6 separate regions of the Mus musculus genome follow, and regions 1, 2, 3, 4 and 6 are each linked to region 5. Evidence: chromatin contacts called from public HiChIP or PLAC-seq and promoter capture Hi-C data. All regions are on one chromosome and are shown on one strand. The core of a region is the stretch at or near the end of the contact, and the rest is flanking DNA. Distances in the headings are between cores, read along the strand shown. Region 1 has its middle 20 kb from the start of Llph. Region 2 holds the start of 1700006J14Rik (a long non-coding RNA gene). Region 3 holds the start of Tbk1 (TANK-binding kinase 1). Region 4 has its middle 46 kb from the start of Llph. Region 5 holds the start of Msrb3 (methionine sulfoxide reductase B3). Region 6 holds the start of Xpot (exportin, tRNA (nuclear export receptor for tRNAs)).

Region 1 (2,700 bases), core at 173-2,672, 650 kb before region 5:
CAATGTTTGTCCAGGGTTGTTGTTGTTGTTTGTTTGTTTGTTTTTTCCTTAAAGAGCAGAGGAGGCAAAAAAACAAAACAAAACAAAACAAAACAAAAACAAAAACAAAAAAACAAAAAACAGCCACCTTTCAAAGGTAGTGACAGCGCATGCGCAGCCACAAGGGGACCATCACAGACCTTGCTGATGGGGGTTGGCATGAGCTTGATGGAGATTTTTCTCCCCTTCATTTTCATTTTGATTTAGGCGCTATTCCTTGGGGTCAGGAAGAAGTTATTTGGGAAGTCGAGCCAAAGGATTGGGTTTAAACCGCCTGCCCCATCAATGGAAGCCTCAGATGAATCAAGTCTAACCTTCTAAGGGCTGTAAAGGGAGCCTTTAATTATATGAGATTGGCAAGGGGGACCTTTGGGACGCTCAGCGAGGCAGCAGCAGGACCTCCCAGCCCTGCCCGCAGCGGGGAGATTATTAGCATATTTTATGTACCCTTCCCATGAAATAATCTTAACATTCAAAAAGAGACAGATGGGAAGAAAGAAAGACAGATAGGAAGGACAGAGACTCTAACGGTCTTTAGAGAGGGGAAATTATTTCATTAAAAGTAAAGAGCATATGCTCTTCTGATGCATAGCATGTGCAAGCCTATGCAAATTAGCAAATAGCGGTGCACTCTGAGTAATTTTCATTTCCTTCCCAGCCTGTGACGAGGAATATTCCTTTTAATCAGATTAGATGACATCCTCCTCAAACTTGTGGGGGTTTCAACTTAATTTACCATGCTAAGTAGTTAGGATAATTTGAAATAAAGCAATCAGTGGGCTGAAAAGAATGAAGCCAAACCTTATTTCTGTCTTTATGATGAGGGGCTTCCTGGCTGCCTGAGCCCCACAGGGCTTCTCTCTTGTCCTCTCCTCTCCCTGAACCCCCAGTACCCCAACCTCAGCTGCGTCTCCAATGACCAGTTGCCTTCTTTGATGGCACCTACTTGAATCTGTTTCCCATCGTTGGAGCTTGTCTGAAATGCTGCATTCCACCAGGCCTGCCCGAGACCTTTGGAATTTATGGCCCTGCCTCCAGAAGTGATGGAAAGTTGAATTCACACTCCTTAAAAACCATTTCCCCCAGAGAGGGTCCTACACTGCTGAAGGGATCTTTGCCGTGGCCTGCAGGGACCTCCAGATACAACAGCAACATTCCTTCTCGAGACCTGGATGCAACAGGCGTTTGCAGGAAGGCAACAGCAGGAGAGACCTACCTGAAGGACTCAGCCGTTTATCAGTGATGTGCAGACAGGAGCAGTGTCAGCCTTTGGAAGGACCCAGAAGTCTGTTTGGAGGCATTTCTCACAGTCCTGTAGGCCACGGTCCCTTCTCCCCACAACCCCCTAATTCTCTATTGTCTTGAAGTCAGCAGGGAGTCTGGGCGGTAATACCTGTAAATGCCCCACAGATGGCAGTAAAGGGTCTTGAGGAAGCAATTACTAAAACTGCATCAAGTTTCAGTTTGGACTAGAAGCAGCTAGTTGGCTTCTTCTTTCACAGCCCTCTGTTTTATGGGTGGTAGGGGGAAGGGGAAGGTTTTAATTGCTTAAACTAATTCCCTACAAAGTATTAGCAGATGAGATGTAAATATCAGCCATATTTAAACTGCTAGGGATGCCCTAGCCACCAAGACATAGAAGAGGGAAATTTAACGGTGCACTTTCAAGTATTAAAGCAGAATTCACTTTCTTCCTCTTTTTTCTCTTCCCCCCCCCCCTTCTTCTTCTTCTTCTTCTTCTTCTTCTTCTTCTTCTTCTTCTTCTTCTTCTTCTTCTTCTTCTTCTTCTTCTTCTTCTTCTTCTTCTTCTTCTTCTTCTCCCTCTCCTCCTCCTCCTTCCTCCTTCTCCTCCTCTCCCCTTCCCTGTCTTCTTCCTCCTCCTCCTCTTTCTCCTTCCTCCTTCTCCTCTTCCTTCTCCTCCCCTTCTCCTCTTCCCCCTCTTCCCCCTCCTCCTTCTCTTCCTCCTGACACCGCCATACAGGGTTTGCAGTGGGTTCTGGTTACCAAAGCTCAGGTCCTCTTGCTTCCAATCTTGACACTTTACCTGCTGAGATAGTTCCTTTCTATTTAACATGCAAAAGTACACATGATGAACTCAGATACATATGACGTTTCTCTCCTTCCATACCAAACCCTGACCACTTTCTCATATACGATCAACTACAGGTTCTTGAATGTTCTTTTATAAATAGTTTGGACTTTTATAAATGAGTTCTTTTTTTTTCCCCCCCTTCCAATTGGAAGTGGTTGACAATGGTTCCTTGTTTGTTTGTTTGTTTTGAAGAGTTGTTTTTTATGTGTGTTGGTGTTTTTCCTGCACGGGTGTCTGTGTAGTCCAAGAATCAAATGCCTGCAGAGGCCAGAAGAGGGCATCAGAATCGCTGGATCTGGAGTTACGGGTGGTTGCGTGCACAGTGTGGGTGCTGGGAATTGAATCTGGGTCTCTGCAAGAGGAGGCAGTGGGCTGACATCCTGAGTCAGCTCTCTCCCCCCCCCCCCCCATAATGTTTCTTAAACTGAAGTAAGTAACTGCAGCCGCCTCAGACCTGGGAATACTTGCTATGGAACACACCATGGCTTTATTTAATTGAAATCAAGTGGTTTAACTTAAATGTAGGTGAGTGAGACCAACCTTACAGAGATTATCTCTAAGTGTAGCCA
Region 2 (2,700 bases), core at 131-2,630, 530 kb before region 5:
CACAAGCATTTGTAACATTTTAATTAAAAAAAAAAAAAGTCATAGAAACATGCATAGCCTGCTGAGACGGAGTAAGAGTACAGAGAAGAATGGTCGAGAACTGGGGATGGCTGAGATGCCGACCCAGTAAGGTTTGGTTTGGTTTTGGTGGGCTTTTTTTTTTCCTTTCTCTTGCAGGGCTTGTGTCTAGCAGCGTGTAACAAGTGCAGGGCTGTAAATTCACTGTAGCATTCAGAGGTAGTATTGAGGAGTGGGGATTATTGCATCTCTGGCTAAAAGTGCAGCGTGAATGCAGAGATGGCAGTCCGAACCAAGATAATGCACCTCGGCTAGCCATCTTATGTCAAAATGAAAGGTGTTACAGGATGTAACACGCAGGCTTCATCTGAGGTAAGTGGTACTGCGGTCTTTCACGGACACTGGTACACAATGAAGAACAGGGAATATAGAGAGGAGAGAGAGGCGAGGGAGAGAAGGGAGGGAGAGAGGACAGAGAGCGGGAGCTGTTTTTATTATTTTTTTTTAAAAAATAGTGTCCTTTATATAGCAAAAGAGATTTCGGTTTCGCTCCTCCCATGTCATCACTTGGGTGGGTTCATTGGGTACTGTTAACCTTTTCATTAAATTCCAAAACAGGATCATTTTACTCAGCTAGTTATCTCCGATGCTTCAAGGCTGACAAGTGTCATTTATGGCTAAGTGGCTTTTGGCTGTGTAGATTTCCCGAGGCGGGAAAGAGAGCTTGTGGGCTTATCACTCCTGCTGCTGTGTATGAGTCCATAAATGGAGGAGTCAACGGTTCTCGTTTACTTCCCTTTTTGAAAAACAAAACAAAGCAAAAAACGAGCATAACCTATTCTGGTTTGCTAGCTGTATGAAAAGATACACCAGCATTTTGTCTCATTCAGAATTGAAAAGTAAAAAAAGAAAAAAAAATCAAGTAAGTGTCTACAAGATTATACACAAAGAAAGGAGAGTAGTGTCTAGTTCTCATCTTTGGTGTCCTAAGCAGATTTTCTATGATCATGGTGGGGGTGGCATCTGAGTGGACACAGAGTCACACACAATGCTTTTCTTATACGAATGCCCCCGGTCACCAGGGTGCCGGTTTAGGGTTTGCATGTAGTGACTGATTAAGCCCACCACAGAGGTTTTCTTCAACCACACACCCTTGCTTATCAGATCCACAAACTATTAGTAAGTTAAGGAAAAAGAAAACAGTCATTAAAAGTTGCATTGTTAAACTGTGTCCCCCGTGTTTACAGCAGTTTTTCACTAAACCTGGGACTGTGAAGGGATTACAAAGTGATTAATATAGTCCTTCTCAAGGTTATGCGATTTCGCCCACCCCGGCCCCGCCCCTCGCCCAGCCCCGCCCCCGCCCCACCCCGCAGGAAGTAGAAAGACCGTGGCAGTTAAGAATAACTGGTCACTGCAGTGTCTTCTCCCTTCAAAAGATCCAACTGATGCTGAGGTAGAAATTGAATGTCGGCGCCCCCTAATCCTCCTCTGCGGACTCTTGCGAGGATGTCTCTTCAGTCTCCTGCAACACACGGAAGGCAGGTGGGTTAGGCCTTGTTTGGGGAACAATGCTTGCCCAGAGTACCACTCCTGTAACCAGGAGTCGCCTGCACCACGCTGAGCTTGCTTAAGCGGAACATGGTGGGGGACACTGCCTGACCTCTATTCCCAGGCACTCAACCCGTGTCATTGAGGAATCAAGGGGTTGTCTTTTTTCCTGGGCTGTTTTTTGTCACTGTTGACTTAAGGCACCATGGCTGCTGGTCAGCAAATTCAATTGTTTACCGTCAGAAGTAGCCTGTGGGGTCTCTGGAGACTTCACTCACCAAGAAAGAGTTGGTTTCTCCCCATGGTGTGCCACAGTCATCGGGTTTAAAAAGCTGCTCTTGAAAGTCAACCCACCCACCAAATGTTGGTAATGGTAGCTGATGCTATTTGAACTTTTGCTAGTTGATGCTGTTTGGGCGTTTGCTAGATGTGTGTGTGTTTTTTTAGATGGGTTCCTTAGTGTACAGACAAACAATATACCCCTTATATATAAGGCAAGTAGGGGCAGGTTTGGGTCAAACAGGGCTGGTATACAACTCCTCAGCCAAGGCTGTGGGAGAGCGACAGCAGACCCATCCTGCAAGTACATTGCTCCTGAGAGCAGTTTCCTTATTTTTACATTTATTAAAACACATTTTGAGGCAATGGGCTAAGTTTGACATAACTGTTCAATCTCAATACTAAATCCGTCAACATCAGGCAAACATTTAACGGTGGGCCAGCCAAGCAGAGAAAACCTAATATATATGTTTTCTCAGGGCCTCTCGCCCATATAAATCTAACTCCACCCCAGCCCCCCTTTCCCCTCATTCCTTATGGCTCTGGAATTTGTTGGGGTTCCTGCAAGCTGGTGTGAGCTACAAAGTTCTTTTTAACTTCTGCTTATTTAACAAACCTGCAATACCTTTCAGGACATGGGCGGTAAAGCGGAGCTAATAAACATTTCCGATAAAGAGTGTCGTTAGTGGGAGGATGATTTTTATCAAACGCTGCCGGCTGGCTCCAAAGACGGCATGTGAAACAGATCTGGGAGAGGGGTAAACATTTACTCCAGCAGCCAATGAAGCCCCTTTAAGAATGGCCAGCTTACAACAGCCTTCATACTTTAATAGATTTGATTTTCCACATGGC
Region 3 (2,700 bases), core at 196-2,695, 690 kb after region 5:
TCATTCCCCTTACTTCTAAATGGACAGGATGTATATACACACACCAAGTATATATTACCAAATCCTAAGATGTACCAACTGCAGACTTGACTTTTAACACAAGAAGGCCATGCAACCGAATAGATGGCACCAACACCAGACAGATCAGACTCCTTTAAGACTGTTGTGAGGTCAGATAGCAAGTCCATTTCCAGTAAGCTAGAACTCTGATCTTCCAAGTTAGGGTCCTGGGAAATGCCCAAGAGTCCAAGGTTCGACAATCTCTTACACAGTACTTATACTTAGAATTTTATCACCTATGTAATTTAGATAAGAAATTGTACAGCCATCTGTCTATTTGAAGTAAGCAAAAAAGGAACCCTTTTCGAAAACAACAAATGCACTTACCACTTAACTACGTACGCTCCATTCAAGGGGCGATAAACCCAAATATGTAACGGGAAACCTTCCCTAATTGATGCTGCACTGCTGTTAAATAACTGTAAAGGACAGATTCATCACCAAGTGCGCATATGTCTCTAGTGGGTAGCTGAAAACATATTTATCAGCTAAGATATATAAGATAAGCTCTCTCTCTATACCAATATAAAAAGATGGGTCCGCAATAGTAATGGTCTGAAACTTTTCCAGGAACCCCCTCGGGACTAAAACATGACTCAGCACACCCAACGGATGCTTGCTATGTAAATCTCCCCAAATCCTGACAAGTGTATTATCTGGCATTCAACAAGTAAGTTATCTGTGATTCTGTAGGCAGTCTACTTCCTTTGATTGCTTAAAGCGAAAGTTACCGAGGATAAAACAGGTCTGGTGACATGGTGTAGGGACAAAAGTTCCAGGATTTCCCAACTCTCCCTCTATGTCACCCATTTACTCCGTAGATAGCAGAGGTCCCGGAATGGGAAAGGTCGGGTTTTGACAGTTCTCGGGGGAGAATCCGTCTTGGGACGCCTGACAGAAAACACCAGGGGAATGGATCCGGGAAATAAATCCAGCAGGTCGGGGAGGAACGAGAAGACAGGGGGGTTTGCATTTCGCTGTGTACATTAAAAACGTCTGGTGCCGGTATCCTCGGGTGAGTCAACCCTCGGGAACGCCAGTCCGTCTAAAAACTGCCGGCGGCGGCAGCTGGACCAAGGGTGGGAGCGGCGAGTCAACTCCGGCCAGGGCAGCCCCGGTGCCCGGGCGGCCGCCAGGGCCCATCCCGGGCGAGCGCGAGGCTGCGGGGCTCCCGGGGCCGCGGCCCCGCGCTGACTCAGCACGCCGCCTCCCCGACCCCTGGGCGCGCCCCCGCCCGGCCCCTCCGGCCCCGTCCGCCCCCACCGGCCTCCGCCCGCCCCTCTTACCCCGCGAGTGTCCGCCGCGTACAGCCCGCGGCTCCCGGGCCTTCTCGCGCCCCAGGCTACTTCCGGCTTCGCCAGCCCGGGCCACGGAGCACGTGACCGAGTGCGGGGCGCGCCTGCGCGTGCGTACTCCGCGGCGGCCGAGCTCGCTGGGCTGCAGTCTCCAGTGCGGGCGGGAGGAGCTAAGGGAGTGCGGGGCGGCCGGCGTGCGGCAAGGAGGTGACGCCCACGGCCACCCGTGGACAGCGGGCTGGCCGCCGATCGCTTTCGCAGAGTAGATGGGGCGGGTTTGTGTTTCAACGTCGCTTGGCTGCTGCGTGAAGCAAGTATCCGTTCATGCCATCAGTACTCTTTAAGTCGCTTTCAGTTTCTGTTTTTGAAAATGGTAACACTGGAGACTTGAACTTGACAACTTAAGAGGTAAACTGCTGTATGATCAGGTCCTGCTCAAGCAGGCATTCCTTACAAGGATTTGCTTCCAAGGAAGCACGATGCACCAAATTCCTCTTTCTACCTAAGGCACCCTCCAGACCGAGGGCGAGCAGATCTCCGAGGACGGGAGCCGGGAGTGGTTAAGGGCTGGCAGAGGCGTTGACTGAAACAGGGGGCTGAAGCTGAATCTCTGCCCACTTCTAATCCGTTTTCATCAAACTCAAAATGGAGATTTTAAAAGGCCCACTCCAATGACTTCTTAGAAAGTTATTTTATTAGAATTTTAGACAGTTTAGGCAACAAGACCATTCTAACCGCAAATGCACGTCTTACAATAGAATATTTCAGTTCTGTTAATGACATGACAGATTCATCCAAGTTTCTTCCAACAAAAAACCCAACGTTCAAAAGTTATGAAGTATGACTAAGCCAAAGGACTTCACATGTTTACCACAGAAGTGATACACAGTAAAATACCACATAATACTTCTAAAAAAGTCAAGCCACTTGTGAAACTATTAGCAAGCACAGAGACGGAAACTCCACTGGTTAGGCACAGGACTAACTCAGGCACCATAAAACCCTCTGTCTTCTCACCTGTAACAAATGAGATTCCCTAGAGAGAATTATTTGGGTGCTTGCTTTTAAAAATCAGGTACTCAATGACGGAAAGGCTTCTTGGTCATGACGGTACTTGGGTAATCTCAAGGAATGAAGATGAGGATCATTAGACATGATTACATTAAAATTAAGTTCCTTATGTATATGCTCTGATTTCCATGTCCTGATTTCTCAGGTCTAAACACATGAACCCTCTGTAGGGCTTTAGAGAGCCGTGTATGGACTCGATAGTACAGTAATACAAGCTAATACTGAGACCTGTGTTTTAATTCATTGGATTCTTTACAAGTTATGAGGTAGCTAC
Region 4 (2,700 bases), core at 66-2,565, 630 kb before region 5:
GCTGAGTGGCTAAGATGCATGGAGGTGGTGTGTGAGAAAGGAAGGACCCTGCAGGCCAGAGCAGGGAGGGAGGCTCTGCTCTGTGTCTCTGGTTTCTTACTCCTCCTTCGTTCTGGTTCTGCCCCGTATATCTAAATATCAGCCCCGTGTACTAAATATCAGCTTCCTTCCTTTTTCTTCTACTTCCCTGCCTTCTCTCTCTCTCTCTCTCTCTCTCTCTCTCTCTCTCTCCCTCTCTCTCTCTCTCCTGCCCTTGGTTTCTTCTTTCTCTCTTTCCCTTTTGCTCATCTCCACTCTTCGCCCTTTCCTCCCTCCTACTTCCCCCTTTTGTTCTTTATAATTATTTTAACTTCTCGCCTGCCTGCCTACCTGCCTTCCTTCCTTCTTCTTTTTCTTTCTTTGCTCCTTTCCCCTCCCTCTTCTTTCTTTTCTCCCCCCCCCCCCCGCCCCTCTCTCTCCCCTTTTAGCTAAACCTCCCAAGATCCTTTATTCCTTCGTAATATGACGTCATTCGCAGACCCTTCTCCTTTTCTCTGGCCTCTGAGCTTTGTTACAGTTAGAGCGGTGCTTTCTCAACTCACCTCCCCTGCTGGCCCTGCCCCAGATAGGGTATTTCCAGGTCAGAGGTGAGTAGGACTCTACTCTGCCCTCCCAGGATCTCTATACTCGTTTTCGTTAAAGCGACACTCGCAGAGGTGGCTCCCTAGGGCAAAGGAGGTAGCTTTGATTGTGAACACACTCAAAAAAACGGGTTTCCCGAGGCTTTCATGAACACTAGCTAATTCCAATTTGCCGCAGCTTGGTGGGGATGGAACACTCATTTCTTCCAGCTTGGACTTACAGGCTGCCTCTCTGTGGAATGCTAACCACCACCGAGCCGGCCAGGCTGCTTGATGGAGGGTCCAGACTATCGGATTCAGTGGAAACTACAGGGGGAGTTTGAGGGGAGCAGAATGTAATTACTTGAGCTGGACTCGGGCCAGCATTCTGGAGTTAACACAACTGGCCTTAGAGAGTCCGCTGTAAGATCTCCGGTGGCCACAAATGGTTAGGTCTGTGGTTTTAGGTTTCTTCAGAAAGGTAAACAGCACAGTTGAGCACAGTGCCCCCTAACACCACGCGGGCATCTTATTCACAGGGACCCAGGGAGAAAGAGGCCACCTACGGAATCAGAAACACCGTTTCCTGAAGTACCTTCTTGTCCCTGGGAGGTCTCTCATCCCTAGTCAGAACCTGACAAGCTCGCAGGCTGAGTGCTACGGCTGCCAGACTAAATTATGCGCTTATCATTTCTCCCCGTGTTGTCTGGGATTCCAGCAACCAAACAGTGGGGAACTCCTGATTCACATTTCTGCTCAAAACACACTCGTCGTCGTTTCTCCTCTCTGTAAAGCTCCCGGATCCCACAGTCCAAGTTAAACACAACTGGAATTTCCCTATAAGTCAAAAAAAAGTATTAATTCCGAGACCACATATTTTTCTTCTTGTAGGGTACATACGCATTTAAACACAGCACATGGGGCAGATCATCTGAAAACGGGGAAAAGCTCGGAGGGAAAAACAAAACAAACAAAAACAAACAAACAAACTAAGAGAGCAGAGATTTGGTTGGGTGTCTGACCCTGCAATGGGAATTTTCCTCTGTGGTTTGCTGGGAGAATACTAAAGGCCAGGCTGGAAGTTTCTATACCACATAGATCTTCAATGAGGGTGACTTAGGGCGGGAAGGAAGTAAGATGAGTCTTGGGCACTATTAGGGTGGCATGCGGCTGAACTAATGAATCCTGGGCTCTGGCACATCTGAGCTCTCTGGACTGTAACAGTCATCTTTTATGAATTAAAACGGCAATCTAAAGTTTTATAAATGTTAGCTCTTCTAATTGACGGTGGCCTGTCTAACGCAGAGGAAGTCGAGAATATCTCTCCCCTTGTTTCCCTTTTCACTTCTGCAAGTTCAATCTTCAGGAACTCCGACAAGGTCTTCATTTTTATGACGACCCACGCTGACTCCCAAATATATGATTTTTTTTTTCGCCCAGTAATGTTTGTGCCCATCTGGTTTGAATTTAGCATTCTTATGAGTCACTTCACTGTGATAGGAACACTCTGCTATAGAAAACTTCTGTTAATATTTTAACATTTTAAATCAAACATGCACACAGCATTACCCAAGTCTCCTTGCAATTACAGAAAACCCATGCCCTCTGTCCTTCATGGTTGCTGCCTTCACATTTATTTTCCTTAAATTGAACATAGTACACAGTAAATAAGTGTGCATCCCAGACAGATGTGGTGTGTGGTAAATAAGTGTGCATCCCAGACAGATGTGGTGTGTGGTAAATAAGTGTGCATCCCAGACAGATGTGGTGTGTGGTAAATAAGAGTGCATCCCAGACACATGTGGTGCGGAGTAAATAAGTGTGCATCCCAGACACATGTGGCGAGTGGTAAATAAGTGTGCATCCCAGACAGATGTGGTGTGTGGTAAATAAGTGTGCATCCCAGACAGATGTGGTGTGTGGTAAATAAGTGTGCATCCCAGACGCATGCTCAGCAGCATGGACCAGTGTATCCCTTTACTGCCTGAGAGCCTTTTGCAGCACCGTTTGCCTCGAGAGTAGGAGGGATGGCTGACTCTATAGGAAGTCATTTCCGTCTCATGGCTGACACTTAACCCATTTAAAAGAGCCCCATTTATTT
Region 5 (2,700 bases), core at 1-2,500:
CTGCACAGGGTGTAGTCGACTGTCAACTCAAGTGTGCGTTGTGTCCTGGCTAGCCGAACCTCATTTTGACAGTTCAGGCTATCCTAGCCATAGGCAACACAGCGACCACCTAACACCTCCCACATAATCCAGGTTTCTGGTGATTATAACGTTTTGCCTTGCCAGACAAAATGAATCAAGCTTTGATTTGTTTACTCTGTCCAAATTCAAGAGCCCCTGCAACTTAATATTTTCCTTTAAAACCTCCCCTTTGGACTTCAAATAATTAGTTTTTTGACACGCAATGGAAATAGGAAGAAAGAAAGAAAGAAAGAAAGAAAGAAAGAAAGAAAGAAAGAAAGAAAGAAAGAAAGAAAGAAAGAAAGAAAGAGAGAGAGAAAGAAGAAAGAAAGCTCTCTAATACTTTACATATGATTCAAAGAAAATTCTTTTAAATCCTTATTGCCCCCACTTATCGCATAACCTACAAAGGCAGGAACAGTACTTTTTATTCAGATAGTCTGACTTGAAATAGCCCAGTGGAAAAGTTTAAGAAATAAAAAGGGAGGCGGGGGGGGGGGGCTCTGATGCTTGTTTTCACTTGAAAAGAAGACAGAACTGGTACCTGCCCCCTGGAGTTTTGCTGGTACCTGTTTGGGCCTATGAGCCGCCAGCCCGGTCCGGGGTGCGCCCCTGTCCCCAGGGGCCTGGCGACGCCTTCCTGGTTCCCACGCCCTGGCCCGTTATCCCCCGGCCGCAGCTGCGGAGAGGCCCGAAAGAGAGAGAGACGCGCCCTCGGAGCTGCAGCCCGCGCCCCCGACCACCTCACTGAGCCTCCCCGAGGACCCGCGCGAGGACGGCGGCTCAGGTTCCCGTTGGGGACGGGTAAGGTGTCAGCGCGGCGGCCGGCGGGGCGCGGGCTCTCCCGCCTGACCTCGTTCTGCGCTGTCCCCTCGTTGGCGAGGAGCGTCTCCGGGGTCCACGCCGAGACTCTACGGCAGGGGGATGACTCTCAAGACTGAGGGGGCGGCGCGGGCGCTCCCGGGACGGGGGTGGGGGTGGGGGGAAACACTCCGGGTCCCAGGCTGACTCGGAGGGATCGGAGGGCCGGATGGGGCGAGGCGGGGACTCACCGCGCGTCGTGGTGGCCGCGGCCGCGGCTAGGCAGAGACCCAGGCAGAGCGCGATTGGGCACGGGAGGGTCCGCCGCGCACTCTTGGGGAAGACGAGCCTCCGCTGTCCGATCCCTCCTCCCTCCCGGCTCCGGGCGACAGACGGGGCGGCGGGAGGCATGACGGGAAATTCCTGGGCACGGGCGGCCGAGTCCAAATATGAGCATAGCAGACAAGCGAGGGAGGACGGCGGAGCGCGCTGGCCGCGGACGGGGCCCGCTGCCCGGGACGCGGCCGCCGCCAACTCCCGCCTCCGGCGCCGCCTCCACCGCCCCGGGCCAGCCCTGCGGGAACAGGGCTTCCGCGCGTGGGCAACCCGTAGCAGAGCCCCCTGGCAGCATCCACCTGAGACCTTTACTGTAGGGTCAGGGCGCCTGAGAGCTAAGGACCAAAAGTCCTGGCCTGTACCAAAGAGGCTGTGAAGTGCCAGTTAAGGTGTGACATGGTCGCTCTTGTGCCTACTGAATACCCATAATACAGAGGACCACCGACTGCGTCCCAGGGGTCGCACCTGGAGGGGACCTCACCACACCCACTATGTCCAGGTGAGAATGTCCTTATAATCCCCCACTATGTGTGAGTGAGTGTGTGTGAGTGAGTGTGTGTGTGTGTGTGTGTGTGTGTGTGTGTGTGTGTGTGTTGTAGTAAGATTCAGCAAAAGGGCAGTCCCTGAAATTTTACTTGAACACCATATATGGAGTCAAAGCAGGCCGGAAAAGTTTTCGCTCCAGCTAGAGCTGTTTTACAGGACATTCCTCCTCACCTTGACTCAATATTCACTGATACAATCTCTCCCCCAAACCCCAACTCACTCTCTCTCTCTCTCTCTCTCTCTCTCTCTCTCTCTCTCTCACACACACACACACACACACACACACACTTACTTTTGCACACTGTCCAAAGAGGAACTTTGATAATGTATTTTAAGGGCGCTACCTCTGATGACCAAAATGTCAGTCCCAGATGTTTGATTACAGGCCAAGCGCGTGCGAACCTGACTTTTTTTTTTTTTTTTTTTTTTTTTTTTGGCACTAAACTCCACAATTAATCAGATCCAAATGACCCTCTCTCAAGACAATGAATGTAATTATGCCTTAATTACTATAATATATATCCACACACACCCAAACAAATGTTTGACAGGATCTGGAGATGTGGGATGTTATACAATTACTTCTCAGCATATTAAGATGCTGCAAAAGTGATTAATTGATGTCAAACACGGACGGGGGAAATGTCAAGCAGATTTAGAGGGTGGATTATTCTAACATGAACTAGAGGGGGGTAATTTGTCCATCACGCCGCGCTTGAAGATGCTTTATTTGAAAGTTAGTAAACCTCATTTCTAAACAAACTCGATTCTGGCAACACAGGAAGGCCCCCAAGCCAAAACATAGTGTATTTGCAATCGGCCGCTTCTAAAACATCCCGTGAATTACACCCAACAGATGGGCAGATTTCGCTTCACGAATTAGCAGTGTTGGTGGAGCTACAGGCAGATGGCCTAAGGAAACTCAGGCTGGATGAGTTCTGATAGAGCAAAGAGCTT
Region 6 (2,700 bases), core at 27-2,526, 730 kb after region 5:
AAATCCACTAGAGTTCCTTTAAATTATCCATTGCTTTGGGAAAAAAACTGCTTAAGCGTTTTGTCATTTCACGCTAATCTTGACAAGAGGAAAAAAGATAAATAAGAGGCCCAGCCGAGCACATGCTCAACACCAACAAAAAAAATCCTCAGCAAACTTGTTCCATAGTGAGGAATCCCTCACAAACCTTCGCCCTCTACACAATCGGAAAAAAACATCAAACCAAAATAAAATGAGATGGTAAACCACCTATCTGTGAATAAAACACAGGGTTAAAAGGTAACGATTGCCTAATAAAGACCGGCAAAGGAAGCTTAGCTTTCTGACCTACCGATGCAGAGCCTTGCAGGCTTAAACATTGTTACAATATGGTAAACATCTTATACTACCTGCAAAGGTGGATGTGGGGGTGGGGGGAGCGAAAAAAAAACATGTAAAATTGGAAGCCTTAATTTTTCCCTCAGCCATTAAGTCAAGAATAATCAAACAATGTGGAAAATTCCTCCACACCTACTTAAGCCTGTTTGAGACCGACTGAATCTTTCCAGCCTTTTAACATCAAGTTGACAAGTCGCTTTAATACAACGTAACTTCCCCCAGTAACAACTAATTAAGGCTTCCAAAAAGTACTCGTTTTTCAGGTTACAGGGAACATCAAGCTTTTCCGTGGCTGCAAGACTGTAAAGAAGCAAAAAGGGGAAAAGGCTGTCCCTGCTGGCAAATTACTACGCAGAAATAACACTTTCTCTCCTATTTGTCCCGGGGTGGGAAGCGGATCAACTTTGAGGTCCCTACAGCTCAAACTGGTGGGACGCACTCTAAAACTATCACAAATGGGGTTGGGGGGCAGCCTCCTAGGCCGGCCTCGCCCCCTATCCTTCGCCCGGATCCCTCCCAGAGCGAAGCCTCGTGGCCACTCGGGTGATGAAACACCCGGCAACCGGCAGCCACGCACTAGGGACGCGGCCGCCACCGATCGTCCCCAACCCCAAGTCCGGCTCGCCCGGCCACGTAGGGTCCCCGGCCCGCCGCCCTACGCCTCCAGTCACCATCACTCCAATATCTCTTCCTCGCCTGCACTCCCGAGGGTCGGCCAGCCGCAAGGAGCGGGCCGTACGCAGGGAGCACGGAGAGCGGCCCACGTCCTTGTCGCTGTAGTCCTCCAATACAGCCGCAGCGCTAGCGCCGGAGCCGGCCCGGGCCGCGCTCCTCTCGGCGCTCGGCGTTCCCCGGGCGCCTTCTCTTGCGTGGCGCGGAGCGGGGAGGGCAGGTTGGCAAGCCGGCGGGCGGAGTCGGCGGCCCTGGAAGGAAAACTGCGCAGGGTCCCGCTAACGCCGCCGCTGAGTCAGCGCGAGGCACGCCCCCCGCGTCGTACCGCGCGGACCCGCGCTAGCAGCAGCCTCATGGAAGTAGAGTGCAGACGGCCGCCAGCAGGCTGGGCCCGGGGGACTACAACTCCCAGCGTGCAAAGCGCATGGGACGCTTCCGAGAGGAGGACCGCGCACGTGCTCCCTGGAGCTCGCAGGGGGCGTGGCCGGCGGGCCTGTGGTGCATGCTGGGAGAGTGCACACCGCCCTCCTAGCTACAGGTTACTGAGGTCCTCTAAGCTTTTAGAAGACCGGCCACGTTGCGCTCTGCTTTGAGCGTCGGCGTGAATTAGTAACTCTCCACTCCCTCCAGAAGGGTCTGGTCAGGTGGCAGTGCGGAGATCCTGAGATCGGAAAAGTGGACGTGGTTGAAACCACGTGTTGAGTCAGTTGCTGAATTCCTTTCCAGCGGTTCCACGTGTCAAGAGTCCAGACGCTTAAGGACTCTTTAAAAAAAAAAAAAATCCGCTGTATTTTTATTTACTTGTTTTGCTTTTGAGGCAAGATCACACTCCATAACCCAGGCTGGTTTTCACTCATTTTTCCCAAGCTGGCCTAAACTTTACAAATTCTGGAATTACTGGCATGAACCACCACGCCCAGTTTAAATATTACTAAATTTGCCTACAAAAAAAGATAGAAAGAAAAAAAGAAAACCGAAAGCAGTCCCCGGTGATGGTGGCGATTACCATTCATCCCAACACTGAGGAGGCAGAGGTAGCCACATCTACAGAGCGAGTGCCAGGACTACAGAGAGAAACACAGTCTCAAAAAAAGAAAAAAAGAAAAGAGAGAGGGAAAACATACGTACAAGTCCCGTGCTTCCGTTCGCTTTGTTTCTTTGATCCCGTGCTATTATTACTGTGTGGGCGCAGTATAAGCTCCAGCAACCTTACCTAAATCCTAAGGCTGCACCTCCATTATTGTTGGCATCATGAGTGTTAAAGTCCATCTCAGTTTACTCATTTTATGTAGAGTGGGACAGTACCAGCCTCAGAGGGTAAGGTTTGGTTAATTTTATTTAGAGGCAGAGAGAGGCTCACTATGTAGCTCTGGTTAGCCTGAAACTTGCTGGCCTTCACTGTTCTCTTGCTTCAGATTCCAGAGTGCTGGAGTTCCAGGTTGTCACCAGGTCTGACTATTTCATGAATTAAGTTTGATACACGTGTTAGACTTATCATAAGTGACACTATCTCTGGGGATACATGGACAAACATCTGTTCACTGCAGATAGATACCCAGATTCGGTACTGATGACAGACTAAAGTGAGGATACCACGAAAGTCAAGCTTGGTGAACCAATGGCTTTTACTGGGGTGACTTTCTTACAGGA

What was found. Promoter capture Hi-C pulls out the DNA fragments that hold promoters and counts their contacts. HiChIP or PLAC-seq counts read pairs in DNA pulled down with a chosen protein or histone mark.
Region 1: an H3K4me3 HiChIP or PLAC-seq map of embryonic limb bud shows a contact between it and region 5, with 6 times the contacts expected there. The contact joins the enhancer-like site here to the promoter of Msrb3 in region 5. A contact is called at or near these places in 4 of 39 promoter capture datasets (cranial neural crest, frontonasal cranial neural crest, maxillary cranial neural crest and 1 more), 1 of 15 datasets of contacts at CTCF or cohesin (the NIH/3T3 cell line), 2 of 484 Hi-C or Micro-C datasets (bone marrow-derived macrophages and muscle stem cells), 16 of 115 datasets of contacts at active chromatin or transcription factors (the NIH/3T3 cell line, bone marrow-derived macrophages, craniofacial prominence and 12 more) and 1 of 9 other capture datasets (embryonic stem cells).
Region 2: a contact with region 5 is called in an H3K4me3 HiChIP or PLAC-seq map of embryonic forebrain, with 4 times the contacts expected there. The contact joins the promoter of 1700006J14Rik here to the promoter of Msrb3 in region 5. A contact is called at or near these places in 1 of 39 promoter capture datasets (cranial neural crest), 1 of 484 Hi-C or Micro-C datasets (cerebellar granule neurons) and 3 of 115 datasets of contacts at active chromatin or transcription factors (bone marrow-derived macrophages, craniofacial prominence and embryonic forebrain).
Region 3: a contact with region 5 is called in an H3K4me3 HiChIP or PLAC-seq map of pro-B cells, with 3 times the contacts expected there. The contact joins the promoter of Tbk1 here to the promoter of Msrb3 in region 5. A contact is called at or near these places in 1 of 484 Hi-C or Micro-C datasets (B cells) and 1 of 115 datasets of contacts at active chromatin or transcription factors (pro-B cells).
Region 4: a contact with region 5 is called in an H3K4me3 HiChIP or PLAC-seq map of embryonic limb bud, with 8 times the contacts expected there. The contact joins the enhancer-like site here to the promoter of Msrb3 in region 5. A contact is called at or near these places in 5 of 39 promoter capture datasets (the 3T3-L1 cell line, cranial neural crest, embryonic stem cells and 2 more), 1 of 484 Hi-C or Micro-C datasets (bone marrow-derived macrophages), 12 of 115 datasets of contacts at active chromatin or transcription factors (bone marrow-derived macrophages, craniofacial prominence, embryonic basal ganglia and 7 more) and 3 of 9 other capture datasets (embryonic stem cells, liver and macrophages).
Region 6: a promoter capture Hi-C map of liver shows a contact between it and region 5, with 2.3 times the contacts expected there. The contact joins the promoter of Xpot here to the promoter of Msrb3 in region 5. A contact is called at or near these places in 2 of 39 promoter capture datasets (both in liver).

The regions. Positions count from the first base shown.
Region 1 is chr10:120,246,164-120,248,863 of GRCm38.p6, forward strand. No RefSeq gene overlaps it. Among named protein-coding and RNA genes, the nearest start is that of Llph, 20 kb to the left of the region's middle. Within about 2 kb of position 1,423, at least 39 of the 459 cell types and tissues checked have an H3K27ac peak or open chromatin away from gene starts, as enhancers often do. A contact at or near this core is called in bone marrow-derived macrophages and embryonic limb bud, where this site is marked.
Region 2 is chr10:120,362,754-120,365,453 of GRCm38.p6, forward strand. It overlaps 1700006J14Rik (a long non-coding RNA gene), which reads left to right and starts at 1,381. Exons shown (of 7, transcript XR_003948966.1): 1 at 1,381-1,563. Hmga2 (high mobility group AT-hook 2) reads right to left here. Exons shown (of 5, transcript NM_010441.3): 5 at 1-1,543. The coding sequence ends at 1,499. Gm40783 (a long non-coding RNA gene) reads left to right here and starts at 1,603. Exons shown (of 2, transcript XR_872121.2): 1 at 1,603-2,700.
Region 3 is chr10:121,585,349-121,588,048 of GRCm38.p6, forward strand. Tbk1 (TANK-binding kinase 1) reads right to left here and starts at 1,446. Exons shown (of 21, transcript NM_019786.4): 1 at 1,347-1,446. Xpot (exportin, tRNA (nuclear export receptor for tRNAs)) reads right to left here. Exons shown (of 25, transcript NM_001081056.2): 25 at 2,032-2,700.
Region 4 is chr10:120,271,481-120,274,180 of GRCm38.p6, forward strand. No RefSeq gene overlaps it. Among named protein-coding and RNA genes, the nearest start is that of Llph, 46 kb to the left of the region's middle. Within about 2 kb of position 1,316, at least 69 of the 459 cell types and tissues checked have an H3K27ac peak or open chromatin away from gene starts, as enhancers often do. A contact at or near this core is called in craniofacial prominence, embryonic forebrain and embryonic limb bud, where this site is marked.
Region 5 is chr10:120,897,721-120,900,420 of GRCm38.p6, forward strand. Msrb3 (methionine sulfoxide reductase B3) reads right to left here and starts at 1,251. Exons shown (of 7, transcript NM_177092.4): 1 at 1,113-1,251. It overlaps Gm4473 (a long non-coding RNA gene), which reads left to right and starts at 1,327. Exons shown (of 2, transcript XR_001779656.2): 1 at 1,327-1,696.
Region 6 is chr10:121,625,056-121,627,755 of GRCm38.p6, forward strand. Xpot (exportin, tRNA (nuclear export receptor for tRNAs)) reads right to left here and starts at 1,277. Exons shown (of 25, transcript NM_001081056.2): 1 at 1,050-1,277.